5 separate regions of the Sus scrofa genome follow, and all the other regions are linked to region 1. Evidence: chromatin contacts called from public Hi-C and promoter capture Hi-C data. All regions are on one chromosome and are shown on one strand. The core of a region is the stretch at or near the end of the contact, and the rest is flanking DNA. Distances in the headings are between cores, read along the strand shown. Region 1 holds the start of SHB (SH2 domain-containing adapter protein B). Region 2 holds the start of EXOSC3 (exosome complex component RRP40). Region 3 holds the start of TOMM5 (mitochondrial import receptor subunit TOM5 homolog). Region 4 holds the start of ALDH1B1 (aldehyde dehydrogenase X, mitochondrial). Region 5 has its middle 23 kb from the start of ALDH1B1.

Evidence for each region. Promoter capture Hi-C pulls out the DNA fragments that hold promoters and counts their contacts. A called contact is a pair of places that touch in the nucleus more often than the background predicts.
Region 2: a Hi-C map of embryonic fibroblasts shows a contact between it and region 1, with 1.5 times the contacts expected there. The contact joins the promoter of EXOSC3 here to the promoter of SHB in region 1. A contact is called at or near these places in 2 of 47 Hi-C or Micro-C datasets (embryonic fibroblasts and epiblast stem cells).
Region 3: a contact with region 1 is called in a Hi-C map of liver, with 6 times the contacts expected there. The contact joins the promoter of TOMM5 here to the promoter of SHB in region 1. A contact is called at or near these places in 1 of 5 promoter capture datasets (fetal liver) and 4 of 47 Hi-C or Micro-C datasets (embryonic fibroblasts, heart right ventricle, liver and 1 more).
Region 4: a contact with region 1 is called in a promoter capture Hi-C map of liver, with 4 times the contacts expected there. The contact joins the promoter of ALDH1B1 here to the promoter of SHB in region 1. A contact is called at or near these places in 4 of 5 promoter capture datasets (fetal liver, fetal skeletal muscle and liver), 6 of 47 Hi-C or Micro-C datasets (epiblast stem cells, liver, retroperitoneal adipose tissue and 1 more) and 1 of 2 datasets of contacts at active chromatin or transcription factors (skeletal muscle).
Region 5: a contact with region 1 is called in a Hi-C map of fetal skeletal muscle, with 2.7 times the contacts expected there. The contact joins the enhancer-like site here to the promoter of SHB in region 1. A contact is called at or near these places in 1 of 5 promoter capture datasets (fetal skeletal muscle), 8 of 47 Hi-C or Micro-C datasets (fetal heart ventricle, fetal skeletal muscle, fibroblasts and 4 more) and 1 of 2 datasets of contacts at active chromatin or transcription factors (skeletal muscle).

What each region holds. Positions count from the first base shown.
Region 1 is chr1:238,825,115-238,827,814 of Sscrofa11.1, forward strand. It overlaps SHB (SH2 domain-containing adapter protein B), which reads right to left and starts at 1,310. Exons shown (of 6, transcript XM_021066254.1): 1 at 1-1,310. The coding sequence starts at 686.
Region 2 is chr1:238,540,383-238,543,082 of Sscrofa11.1, forward strand. It overlaps EXOSC3 (exosome complex component RRP40), which reads right to left and starts at 1,374. Exons shown (of 4, transcript XM_001929006.4): 1 at 407-1,374. The coding sequence starts at 730.
Region 3 is chr1:238,331,735-238,334,434 of Sscrofa11.1, forward strand. It overlaps TOMM5 (mitochondrial import receptor subunit TOM5 homolog), which reads right to left and starts at 1,332. Exons shown (of 2, transcript XM_003122021.5): 1 at 1,124-1,332. The coding sequence starts at 1,244. It overlaps LOC102165621 (a long non-coding RNA gene), which reads left to right and starts at 1,451. Exons shown (of 3, transcript XR_301353.3): 1 at 1,451-1,542.
Region 4 is chr1:239,108,488-239,111,187 of Sscrofa11.1, forward strand. ALDH1B1 (aldehyde dehydrogenase X, mitochondrial) reads left to right here and starts at 1,327. Exons shown (of 2, transcript XM_003353586.5): 1 at 1,327-1,583.
Region 5 is chr1:239,085,444-239,088,143 of Sscrofa11.1, forward strand. No RefSeq gene overlaps it. Among named protein-coding and RNA genes, the nearest start is that of ALDH1B1, 23 kb to the right of the region's middle. Within about 2 kb of position 1,443, at least 5 of the 83 cell types and tissues checked have an H3K27ac peak or open chromatin away from gene starts, as enhancers often do. A contact at or near this core is called in fetal skeletal muscle, where this site is marked.

The DNA of each region.
Region 1 (2,700 bases), core at 60-2,559:
TCCTCCGTCGCCGAGGCGCCACACTTGTTGAGCAGTTTCTTGCCTCCGCAGGCCGTCGGGCTCCAAGTGCGGCCGCCGGAGCAGGCACCCCCCGGGGGGTCTCCGGCACCGCCCGCGGCGCTCTCCACCTTAATGAGCCGGTGCTTGGGGGAGATGTAGCGCACCTCGGCCGGCGTGGCGGGCCGCCGTTCGCTGCTGCTGCGGTAGAGGTGCGGGGAGCCAGAGGACGAGGACGAGGACGCGGCGGCGCCCGCGCCGGAGGAGGCACAGCAGCAGCCCGAGGCGCCCGACGCGGACGAGGCCGAGAAGGCGCGCTGGCCCCCGCCCGGCTCCCCGCCGCCGCAGTAGTCCAGGCGGCACATGGCTCGCAGTTTGCGCAGCGACGAGCCGGGCCCGTTGTAGGGGTCCTCAAAGTCGCGCTCCTTCTGTGCGCGGTAGGCACGGATGAGATCGCTCGTGCTGCCGCTGTCGTCGGGCAGAGACCCGGACGAGGCCGAGAAGCAGGAGGCGGCGGCCGTACCGCAGGACGCCGAGGCGGCCGCGGGGGCCTGCGGCACGGCCTGGGGGGGCTGCGAGGGCCGTTCGCCCCGGCGCCGCTGCTCGCGGTAGTCTGGCCGCGGCGGCTGTGGGGGGCTCTTGGTCTTGCTGTTGCCCAAGCTGAAGTACTTGTTCAGCCACTTGGCCATGGCGAGAGGCCGCCTAGGGCCGCGGCGCGGGAGCCCGGTCCGCCGCCGCGGCCATTCGGGGGGCAGCGCTGCCTCCCAGGTCCCACGGCGCCCCGGCCCCGGCGAGGGGCGTCCGGGGCGCCTGCTCCCGACGCCAAGTTCAAGTTCTCTCCGCCGCCTCCTGCCGGCCGCTCCCGGGCTCCGGCAGCTGCAGCACCGCCCTCCGCCTCCGCCGCGCGCCTCCTGGGCTTCGGATCTCTCGCCCCTCGCGGGCGCGTCTCATGGGATCCCGGCCCCGGCCCCAAGGAGAGCGAAAGGCCCAGACGCCCCCCTCCTCGGACGCTCTGGCAGTGCGCTCCGCCGCGGAGCGCGCTCCTGTCCCGTCGGAGCCGCAGGCTCCGCCTTGGCCGGGATCCGCCGCTGCTGCGGGAACTTGTCGGCTTCCTCGGTCCCCCCGCCCCTTTCTTCCTTCCCAAGAGTGGTGGGGTGAGCCCGGCCCCCGGCCGGCAAGCAAGCAGGCGGGAGAGCGAGCGAGCGACGGAGGGAGGGAGGGAGGGAGGCAGCCGGCGCCCGCCCGAGCCCGCGCGCCCGTGCCCGTCCCGGCGGCGCCTGCCGCTGCCGCTGTCGCCGCCTCCCGAACCGCCGCGTGTGTGACACTCTGTCCGCCAGAGCCCGCCCCGCGCCGCGGCCCCGCCCTCCCCGGGCTTGTGCGCGCCCCGCCCCCAGCCCGCCCCCGCAGGCCCCGCCCCGCCCACCCCCACCAGCCCTGCTGCCAGACCTCGGCCCTGGCCCTACCCCGCTAGCGCCCAGGTCCTCGGCTGGAGTACTTCTCTCCCTTTCAGCAAGCGCCACCTCCCGCGGCCGCCTCGGCGCCAGTCCCCGGGTCGCGCCTGAGGGCGCCGGGGTCCTGCGGCGCAGCCAACCCCGCCTCACTCGCGGCCCGCCGCCGCCTAGGGCGAGAGGTTGCCAGCCTGAGCCTGCTGTGCGCAGAAGCCAAACCCTCCCTTGAGATCCACGCGCCATGCTACGCAGGGATCCCCACTGTTGGGGACATGGGACATTTTTAGTTAACAGCTTGATCCACTTGGAGGAAATGCGGTGCCAAGGCCCCTTAGGAACAGGGTGCCTATCCCCTGCTTAAAGACACGAAGACTCCCGTTCCTCCCCCTGTGCCAGATCATCGGAAAAAATCTTTATGCTAATAAGTGTTTTAGCAATCCAGATGAAGGATGCAGCCAGGATAGGTGGCAGGGGCCCGGCTCCGCACCAATGGGAGAGCCAACCTGAGAGGTCGAAATGTTTGCTTACCTTTTCACTTCTGAGGAAGCCATGGCTTTAACCCAGCTCACAGCCAGCTTGGCAGAATGAACTGTTGGAACATTTAATGCCTAAAGTTGTAGGAGCTGGCAAGGCTCCGTTTAATCCAGGGCTCTCACTTTACATGATGGAGATACTGAGGCTCAGAGCAAGGTCACCCAGGTGGGCCTGAATGCCAGCTAAGTAGTCTGATGGTGCCGAAATTGTGTCATTTCCCATCGTTCTTTGATTATTAAAATGAGGAAACTGAGGTCGAGTCAGGGGCATATCATGGTCGAGTCAGGGGCATATCATGCTCAGTGAAGCTTTCCCTGGGAGGCAGATACGCTCTCCAGAGACTGAAGAACTGCCTGGAAAGGAAGTAAATGCACTAGAGCTCCTTTGAATTTGGCTGGTCAAGCCCCAGAATATGACATACCCTGATGGGTAAGAACTGAGATCTGAGAAATTCTCTAAAAATGCTGATTTATTAGGATGGTTGTCCAAATCATTAATTATCTCCACTTGCAACATGTACATTACAGATGGGCTTTGGGAGAATCTACTTTTTCCTATATCCTATAGGAAAATTGGCACCTGAAAAACCAGGGAGCAAGGCCACTGGCTCTTTTGGTCAGGACTGGAGGTGGAGGTCAAACTCTCAGTCTGAGGCTCCTGGACAAGGAGGACCGGAAAGTTGTTGACTCTTCCTCTGCCTGAGGCCACAGAGGGGGTAGTG
Region 2 (2,700 bases), core at 124-2,623, 280 kb before region 1:
TCCTTCTGTTCCTGTATCCTCAGGAACTCCCTAGTTTTTGTTTGCATGAGTTCAGTGGTTTGTTTGCATAAGTCCCTGTGACATCTACTCATTGAGCCTGGTTCTTTGGGACCCTCAAAGACAAGTCTGCGGCTCCTTGACTTTTGGAGTTTTGAAGATAATGACGTGTCTCACAGCCCTTATCCCCTTATGTGACAAGATCTCCAAAATCCTTTCCTGGTCGCCCATCTCGGGTCACTTTACAGTTGTTCACAGTCCCCCTAAAGGAGTTGCGGAGGGTAAGCACAAGACTACGGTAGCTGTAGGCTAGCCTTAAAAGAGGGCTCCAGGGTCCCTTCTGTATTTCTCTCGAGGAGTCTTCCCAGCCCTCTCCCGGCCGTCCCACCCCTTCGGAGACCCGGCTCACCCGCTTCTGCTGCGAGTCCACCCAATAGACGCCACTGCCGCCGCCGCCGCCGGCCTCCTTGTGACGGAGGCGGCCGCACTTGGTGACCAGCAGCCGGTCGCCACAACGCCGCAAGCCCGGGCCACACACCACGCGCACCCGCGGGCGCGCTCCGGCGTTCAGGCGCAGCGGTCGCTCCCCTGCACCTCCTGGGCCTTCTCCGTCCTCCTGCTCAGGCAGCAGCAGCTCCTCACCCGGGAGCACCACCTGATCCAGCACTGTACGGGCTGCCCGCGCCCTGCAACCAGCAAAGGACTCCGCAGCATGAGCGGCTGGCTCAGCCATAGCGAGTGTAACTAAACAGTTTCCGGCTTCCGGGTCCGCGTCCAATCGCCAGGCCACCCAAAGCTTTCCGTTTCCGGCAGCACAGGCCTGTGGGACTTGAAACTACTGCAGTGATGCCTGACAGTTCTGTGCTCTCAGAGGTTGCCCCAAGGTAGCTATGATTGTCTCTAGCCGGCCGCTAATCCTGCGGTGGTCAGCAGGAGAAACGCGCAGCTTGAGTCTGTCGCGGAGCCTCCACTTCCGGTGTCTCGGATCGGACGGTGCGATACGAGACGGCGCCACCTTTGGTTCCCGGGGAGCCTTAGGAACTGAGCAGAGGTCCTTCTTGAGTTGGCTCTCCTTTCTGACTCTGCCCTCAAAAGGACCTTTACGAGGAAAAGTGTTTTCTTTTTCAGTATGAAATCTTTTTGGGTTTTGCTTGAGAATATATCTATTCACATAATGGAAAACATAGAGAAGAATAAGAACATAAAACGTGTTAGTCTTGCCGCCCGTTTGTCTCCCTTGCTAGATTGTCAGCTAGTTCCCATTGTTTGTAGCGCAGGTCCTGGCACGAAGTAGGTAATACCCGGTGAATAAAAGGAAGAATGAATGTTAACATTTTGATGTGCATTTCTACCTAGGCTTTTTTCCTCCCTTCGAATAGATACATATTGCATGCATATTTCCACATAATTGCGCTACCCCTAGCTGGCTTAGAAAAATCGCTAATGGCAGTTAAATCCTTGCTACTGCTTTCCCTGGAGCTAGCTTTAGTTGCCTATGTGAAAAGCAGTTGAATTCCAAATCAATAGCACATCAGCTCTGTTCTTCTGATTTTCAGGACTCTCACTTGAAATCATTTTCCAGAGTTCTCACTCGGGGCCTTGCTGTGACACAGATTCCATCCCTGGTCCAGTAACTTGCACATGCCTCGAGTGCGGCCAAAAAAAGAAAAAAAATTTTAAATCACCGTTTCCTCTGTCAACTGGCACCTCCAATTAGCCTTAGCCAAATAATCGTAGGAGTCAGAGCTCCTGGGGATTTGGGAGGGTGTGGCTCTGATCATATTTAAAAGAGATTACCTCTAATATACTCTCCATACTCTGTAAGATACTGGTGAGACACCTAAATAAGATACCAGAGGTCAACTGAAATGTAATTTTTGTTGTTTGTTTTGTAGTCAGTTGCTGTAAAAACAATCTGGTTGGTTACCTTTGCAGAAAGGATGGTGTAGATTATTTTTCTCTCCTCCCTACTCCAACCCAGTTCCTGAAGACCTGAATCCAGTAGGTATTAGGTGACCAAGACTAACTCAATCACGACTGGGCCAAGACCATGCCTGAATTGTGCTCAGTGACATTGGGTTACAGCCTGAGAGGTCAGGAAACGATCCCTGGATGGCCTCTCAGGCATCAGTAGAGGAGTCTCTGTCAGGAACTCAGCCCAGATACGGCTGAGGAGTCCTAACAAGGGCACTTCTGTGGGGGTGGCACGTGGGCACGCACATCCCTAAGTCCACAGACCAGAGGCCTGGAAAAGAGTGGTTACCTGAGACAGGAAGCTGAGGCCGGGAGGGGCGGGTCGAAAGTACCTCGTGGGCGGTGCTCTGCGCGACCCTCCCAAAAGGGCGTGCCCAGAGGGTGGGACGCTGGAAGGCACCCGGGAGGCGGGAAGGCAGCCTGGCCTGGGCACTGCGTGTCACCACGTAGGTGCTTCGCCGCCGCGGAGCCGTGTGGCCACTGGTGAGTAAGCGCGAAATGGGAGCAGCGGGCAGGCCCTGCATGCGGTTGCGTGGGAAGCCGAGGCCATTAGCAAGTGTGCGGAGTCCGGCTAGGAGCCGCGAACCCTGACGGCGGCACTAAGTGAGGCGTTGGGCCGCGATTGCGAAGTTCTTGTTTCCGAAAGGCGTGCTCAATGTTTTCTGGCTGTGAAAGTGGCTTCAGTGACTGGGGAATGCATAGGAGACCAGGGCCCGTGCAATCGGCCAC
Region 3 (2,700 bases), core at 82-2,581, 490 kb before region 1:
CCTCTACAAGATGACCTTAGTATGACCTTCATTTATTTGAATCGTCTCTTCCTCTTCATCAAGGACCTACTAACATACAGCAAGGAACAAGGAAAAGAACACTGAACTGAAAATGAGACGGAGGGGCAAAGTGCTTCTCAAATTCCTATCAGTAAAACTAGAAAACTGATCTATAAAACTGCATCCAGATCTAATATTGTGTGCTGGTAATTCTGATAATTTGCGTAAGTGCCCTCTAAATGTGGAGTTCTTATTTGCAAAGTGGACAGAGATTTATGTCCTGCCTCTCCCAGGGCTATTGTGAAGATCAGGCAGTGCAAATAGTTTCTATCAAAAATAAAATCGAATAAACTCTCAGGTATTATCATCAGTCCTATTAGGAAGTTTCCACTGTGGCCCAGTGATTAACACATCGGGTTTGTTTCTGTGGAGGCGCGGTTCCAGCCCCGGTCCAGAGCAGTTGTTAAGGATCCGGCTGTTACTGCAGCCGTGGCATAGGCTGCAGCTCTGGCTCAGATTAGATTCCTAGCCGGGTAACTTCCATATGCCTCTGTGTGGCCAAGAGAAAAAAAAATTAATCCTATTAACTCATACTCTTTTTTCGTCATTCTTTTAAAATAGCAATTATTTACTCCGCCCTCCATACAAATAAAAGGAACAAAACCTTTTGGATTTCAGAGGTCAGCAATAATGGAAGGAAACTTGGCAGCGAGTAAAGAATTCTGGATTCTAGGTCAAGATCATTCACCAAATCGCTGAGTGACCTTGAGCCTGCCATTTATCCACTCTAGACACAAGTTTTTCTGTGTGCAAAACGAGGTAGCTGCTCTGGGAGATAACCCTTGAGGCGCTTTCATTTCAAACGGTCGGGCTGGGTGATTACCCTGGACCGTGATTCAACCTCGAGGTCCAGGTCGCCGCGTGCCCTAAAACACTCCAGCCCTCACAAGCAGATCCTAACCGCGTCGCGCATGCGCCCGCTGCCCTCGACGTGCACGTCCCTTGCGCCCAGCGACCGCTTAGTTTAGTTCAAGGCCCCCAAAGGCCAATGGGATCAAAGTTGGAGGGCAGTGTCCGCGAGCTCCCTGTTAGTTTCACGGCCACAGCCTGAAAGGACACTCACTGACTCGCAGCAGGGCCACATAGATGAGGAAGTTCCGTATGGAAGAGATCACATCCTCACGCATCTTCCGTTTCATCTCCTCAGGGTCCAGCTTCGGCGCGAGGCCCTCGATCCGGAACATCGCGGCTCTGCCTCACCAATTCCAGTGGTCGCGCTCTGCAATTCTCAGCTTCCGTGTGGCGCCCGGAACTCGACCCAATCCCATTTCCTGTTCCCGCCCCTCGTTTTCGACTCCTGCGACGGGAGCCTGCGAAGGACAAAATTCATCCTTACATTGACTTGTTCTGAAGGAGGGCGGCCTGAAGGGGGCACACGCCATCTTAGCGACGCGCGACTCGGGTTCCTGCAGGCTCCTGTCTTGAGCCCCGCGCGTGGAGCGGCAAAGTGGTTTTGCGCCTCGGAGGGGGAGGTGCACTTAGGTACCATCTTAAATAATAATAGTTAGCATTTATTAAATACGCAGTACATTTCTACTCATGAATTCGATATTATTATTTTCATTTTCTAGATAAGAAAATTAAAGCACAGAGATCTTTAAAACAACTTGCCCAGATAGTGTTTAAAATACCTCAGGGGGAAAAAAAAGGGTTGGGAAAGAGAGATGAAAGGATATTAGCAAAATATTGAAAATAACTTAGGTGGTGATTAGTGTATCATTTCAGTTAATTATTCCAGTCTTTTATTATGAATAATTTTGAACTTTTTAATGATGAGCTAAAATAAAAAGACAAAGATGATGACATTTGCTCAAGGTACACAACTAGTCAATTCTGAGCAGGGTTGTGTACCTAGTTAGACCAGTAGGGTCCCAGACACATAGTTTTTAACATTTTACGTTTTATTATTGTCATCTCATTTTCAGTGTTAACTGATCATCACAAATTACAGTATTGGCCCAGTGATACAGTGTATATAAATCAAGTTTAGATCTGTTCAACATTCTACAGATAAGGACAGAGAGGTTTAGAAACCCAGTGTAATTCCTAAAGTCTTTCTACTAATGATGGGCAGAGGCAGGGTTCTAATGCAAATAATTATAATATTAAATTGAATTCTCTTTCCCCTGCACCCTTTTGTTCCTCTGTTAGTCTTTATTAGCTATTAGTGCCTGCTTGGATGGGCATCTCTGGAAGCAGAAGGTAGGAATTTAATGCAACCAGATTTCCTGTCACGGAATGATCAAAACAGTTGTTAGAAGGCTGCTGCCCCAAATTATGCATGCCAACTAGCCATATATAATTCTCAGACACGAACCAGATGACTGACTTGCTCACATAATTCAAGACCAGAATGCTCCTTCTAGACTGTACATTGCATAGCAACAATGGATTTTAGATAAATTTGAACAGTAATTTACTATGGAAGCAACAGATAACTCTTAAATCTTGCTCTTCCCCCCCCCCCAACCCCCTGCCTTCCTGATTGACAGAATGTAACACATTGAGTCAAGAAAGGGAACTCATTTGCTTATTCAGGCTTTAGTAACCTCTTGCATCTATAATTCATGCAGTGGAATAGCAGAGGCAGCCCTGGAGTGGGAGGGGCTGATTCCCAAGGAATGGCTCCATCTAACCCTT
Region 4 (2,700 bases), core at 77-2,576, 280 kb after region 1:
GATGGAGAATCAGGGAGGACTTGACCTTCAGGACTGACTCAGAACAAGATGGATAGAGTCCACCAGCCTTGTTACCCTCTGAGACCACTTTGGGGGCTATTTAGCTCAAGACACAGTCCTTAGGCCATGATTTAAAGAGCAGGGAACAAGTAGCTGGAGTCAAGGAACCACAGCTGCAGCAGGCATCTCATACCCAGGGAGCTGGAGAAGAATGCAGAAAACCTCACATTTCTGCCATCATACTAGTGATGACCCAAAGGCAGCAGGACTGTACCCTCCACCTGCCACATGTGGCAGTGGTACTGCTAATCGGCACCACCTAGTTTACATTCAGAACTCTAGCTGCAAATGAGGCTGGGGGCCTGCTCAGAGCTTCCTAACTTCTCCAACCAGGAGGGTGCAGTGGAGGTGGAGCCGGTGGAAGACGGCAGGTTCAGGAATTAGCATCCCGTATGGCAACAACAAATGGAAACAGTCTCCATGTCCATCAACAAGCCATCTTACCACACAATTCTAGGCCACCCGGGAGAGGATGATGTTGCCATTTAATTAATTAGTGACACCATAAAAGGTTCAGAGTAAATTGCTTTTAAAAGGCAGCAAAAAAGAAGTCACCATATGATTTCATTTTCATTAAAAGAGTTTTTGAACAATGCAGAGGAAAAAAGTATCAGCAAGATGGATGGTAACGTTTGGGTGAAAGGATTGAAGATAATATTTTTTTCTTCTTGGAACCTTTTCTGTGTTTTCAAAGCTTTCTGCATTGTGCATATATTCTTGGTGTCCTTAGCCCCACCCCACCCCCGCTCCAATGCAGCTTTTAAAAGCTCAAATATAAAATCTACTGGGAAAAAGAGCAGTGAAGGTGGAAGACAAATTAGTGAACCAAGGAAAAAGAAGTGAGAGAGAGGGAAAGGCACAGAAGAGGCTAAGGAGAGCCTCAAGGATAGGAACTCAGGAGTTCCCTTGCTGGGCATCCTAGGTTAAGGATTCCAAGTTGTCACTGCAGCGACTTGAGTTGCTGCTGTGGCGCGGGTTCTATACCTGGCCCTACCTGGCCGGGAACTTCCACAAAACTCGGGCACTGCGCGCGGGGGCGGGGGAGAATGGTAACCTAATAAGGTGCATTGTGTGCAAAGGAGAAAGGAAAAATACAGTTGGGGCCCAGGCTCCCATTGATGTGTGACCTTTGAAGTCCTATCGTTTCTGGATTTTTGTTTCCGCGCCCAAACGTGCGTCTTAGGACCCCTAGCTCTGCGTGGCGATGCCTGAGAAGGAGCGCTTGCATGGTGCGGAATATTCGCAGGGATAGGGGGCCACTAGACCTTGAGAAGGGTAGTGAGCTAGCAGCACCCCCCCCCCCCCCAATCCTGAAGGCATAGAACAGCCAGCGCTTGGGGGTAGGAGCGGCGTTGGCCGCGCTGCGGAAGGTCTGCGGCGCCCTGGGCGCAGGCGGAGCCTCATTGGCTGCTGAGCTTCGAACTACGCGGAGGCGGGGCCTGTGGCGAGCCCCGGGCCGGTGGCCAGACTAGACCTGGGGGAGTCGGATCCCAAAACAGACCGCGAGCTCCAGCCTGCTGCAGGTAACTGGCGCCCCTCTCTCCTCGGCCCCCACTTCTCACGGACTGGCCACGACTCCCTTCGCTGCAACGCAGGCTTCCTCCCTGGGTCTCGGCTTCCCGATTTGGGGGCCCGCCTTTCCGCCCGAGGGAACGCTGTGGGAACCTCTTCCTGCTTCCCACCCCGCCTCCCACACCGGGTCTCTGGGTGGCGCCGGAGGGGCCCTGAAGACACAGACCTTTGAAACCTCAAATCTTCCCGGTTACCTTGACCTCGTCGCTCCCCGCCACTGGGCCCACTGTAGTAGAGAGCCCCGGATTGTAGCTGTGAGGCCAGTACACGCACTCCCTCCAGCAGAAAGGATAAGGTGGGCGCTACCCGGTCCTCGATGACCCAGTGGGCACAGTGGGCGCTAATAAAAGAGTTGTCCGTAGGAGGGGGGAAACACAAAGATAGGGCTGTGGGAATCCAGGCTGAGGCTCCTATTCTTACTTGCTGTGTGTCCTCAGTGAGTCCCAGAACCTCTCTGATCCCCAACCTTCTTCCAGAATGGGTTGTCATCATCAACCTAAATTCTCTTGGGGCTTCTAGAAGCCTCAGGTGAATTGATTGCTCAGAAGATGGCCTGCAGACTGTAAAGTATGATGTTCTGTGAGCACTTCTCTACCCACATGATGGTGGAGGCCCCTGAGGCGACCCCAAGTAGGTCCCTAGAATAGAAACAGCCTTGGCTGTGCATGAAAGTAGCCTTGCCAACCTTGGTCTGTGATCAATCCTCTTGCCCTCTTTAGCCCCCTCCACCCCTACCCCGTGGATTGGTTAACCCCCCCATCCACCTTATCCTGACCTCCCCAGGGACTCCTCCCTCCTCAGACGCAGGCCTAATGGATGCAAGATCGCTTCTGTCCCAGCGTGGGTCAGAGTCCTGAACAGAGTGAACCCTGCATGCACCCCTGTCAGGTCTGCTGGCTCAGCTTCTCCCCAAGGGATGGCTTCCTAGGAATCTTTCATTTGTGTGGGGCTGGGGACTTAGCTGGGGCCTTGTTTCCCTGGATAAGTTCTTTGCTCCTCTCCCTGCCCAGTGGCAGGGGGTAGGGGTGCTGGGGTAGGGCAGGTGCAATTCTTTCGGGGGCTTGTGGG
Region 5 (2,700 bases), core at 193-2,692, 260 kb after region 1:
CATGAGGTTGCAGCTTTGATCCCTGGCCTCACTCAGTGAGTTAAGGATCCAGTGTTGCCATGAGTTGTGGTGTAAGTTGCAAATGTGGCTCAGATCCTGTGTTGCTGTGGCTGTGGTGTAGGCCGGCAGCTGTAGCTCCAGTTCAGCCTCTAGCCTGGGAACCTCCATATGCCACGGGTTCAGCCCTAAAAAGACAGAAAAGACAAAAAAAAAAAAAAAAAAAAAAAGTAGGAGTTCCCGTCGTGGCGCAGTGGTTAATGAATCTGACTGGGAACCATGAGGTTGCAGGTTCGATCCCTGGCCTTGCTCAGTGGGTTAAGGATCCGAGGTTGCCGTGAGCTATAGTGTAGGTCGCAGACACAGCTTGGATCCTGAGTTGCTGTGGCTCTGGCTTAGGCTGGTGGCTACAGCTCCGATTCAACCCCTAGCCTGGGAACTTCCATATGCCGCAGCAGCGGCCCAAGAAATGGCAAAAAGACCAAACAAAACAAAACAAAACAAAAAAAACCCTCGCACTGACACGGATCTGTTTACATGCATGTCCCCATTAGTAGAATGTCCTTTCAACAAGAGCTGGGTAGACTCAGCTTTTATCACAGGGCTCTCAGGAACAGAAAGATGCTCAATAAATGTGGGTGGAATTGAACTGGATTTTCACTGGAGCCCACCTGACCCTGGAAATTGGTGGACAGGTGATGCCCTATCAGGGTGGTGGTGTGTATCATCTCTGCAATGGTTTCCGGGGAGTCAGGCAGACAGACAAAGTGTTTCCATCCCAGCCGGGGGTGGGGTGGGGGACGACAAGGTCAGACTCTTAGGAGGAATTAATAATATCCAAGGAATTCCTCTGGAACAGCAGGGGGGAATAAAGATTCTTCAAAGAAGGCCTAATAGTGAATTCTCTGGATTTTCCAGCTAATTTGAAGGTACCTACTTGGAACATTTTCTTGTCAGAAAAGATTTTAAAATACATTCATTCAGTGTGACATGATAATTGGGCCTGGCTGCCTGATGAATGCCTTTTATCTGTTCCTGAGCTATTGTTCCCTGGGATCGAGCTGATGGGCTGGAACGGGCACTTTGTTAAGTGCATAAACAGAGCTACTCGCGATGATTTCTGGCCATGGGATGCAATGGGGTCTCAGAAAGATGCCGCTGGGGGCTTGAAATGACAAGGTGTCTGAGAAAAAAGGAACGTTAGAGAGCAGAGAAGGCAACTTCCTCCTTGTTCCCCTGGGGAGACCGAGGCCCAGGGAGGGGCAGGATCTGCCAGTACCACGTGCCAGGGAGGGGGCAGAGGTGGGTTGTGGACCTGGCAGTTCTTACCTAGAAGACAAGCCTCTCCCTCCTGTCTACAAGACTTCTGTAGAGAAGACACAGCAATGGCCAGTGTATGTCTGTGCCACTCACACTCCCACTTGATCCTTTGCCTGTTGCCCGGGGAACACCTGTTTCTTGCCAGGATGTGGCTGTGTGGAGCACAGTGCATTTCTGACAGCTGCCTCTTCTCAGCTATACAATGCTGTTATCGAAGCAGCTCTTTTCACAGGCCCTTTTCCCTTTCTCCTTCTTTTTTTAATCCTTTCTTTTATTTTAATGCCTTTGTCTTTTCGAAGGCAAACTTCCAGCCTTGGCCATCTGATAATCACTTGCAAAGACTCTATGCTTCTGTATCATCCTTTCTGAGAAGAAAGGACTGGTTTGGACTTACTGTTTGCCTTTACACAATATTATGGCTTACATTGATTTTTCTATTGAAATTTCTTTAGTATTTTTTTTTTTAAACCAGTTTTTGTTTTAGGGTATCTCGGAGAACTCCACATGTTAGTAAATTGTGACTTGGGTTCTCTGCTTTGTCAGAGCAGGGTGGCTATTTCTCTCTTTAAAAACTCAATGAACTGCCTTTCATTAACATTTAACGAATAAAACCGTTCCATCGGGAGTATGAAGTTGACATTTCCATTGTTTTCCTTAGAAAACACCTCGATGTTAATCATCCCTCAAGGGACTTCATTTTCCACAAAAGTAAGATAACAAAGGCCCAGGGTAGGTGTGCTTGTAGGTGCACTTGTACTGTTTAGACATGAATGCGTGTCTGTGTTTTCATGCTTATGTCTGTGTCTGAATGTGTATTTACAATACCACCCATGTGACCGTATTTGTCTGCCAACGTGTAATTGGCCATGTGTATGCCTAGGTTTGTGGTGGTGGTGGTGGTGGTGGTGGTGGTGGTGTGTGTGTGTGTGTGTGTGTGTGTGTGTGTAGGTGAAATGTGTGGATCTGAGTGTATATGGATACATGCATTGTGTGTCTCTGTATGTCTTCTGGCCATGTGACTATGCTCATGAGTAGATGTTTTCGTGCACATGTGCCGGTGCGTATGTATGTACACATCTGTGTGTGATGATTTGTGGGTTTGTGTATCCTTGTGTCTGATTGTAGGCACGTGTGGGGATGTCTTTGTCCCTGTTTCTCTACTTGAGTGTTTGCAGGAGAGGATGCCCAGATATGTGTTCAGAGCCTCCTATACGCATGTACACAGTACCCTCTAGTGGACATAAAAAGAATGCATCCCCCAAACCCCCACCAAAAAAAGCAGGACCCGAGTCACCTCTTTTCCATGCTAGTCTCTGGCTAGGCTTAGGACAGAGTTTCCAGGATAGTCCTTGAGAGGCAAGGGAGGGTAAGGCTCCCACTTCA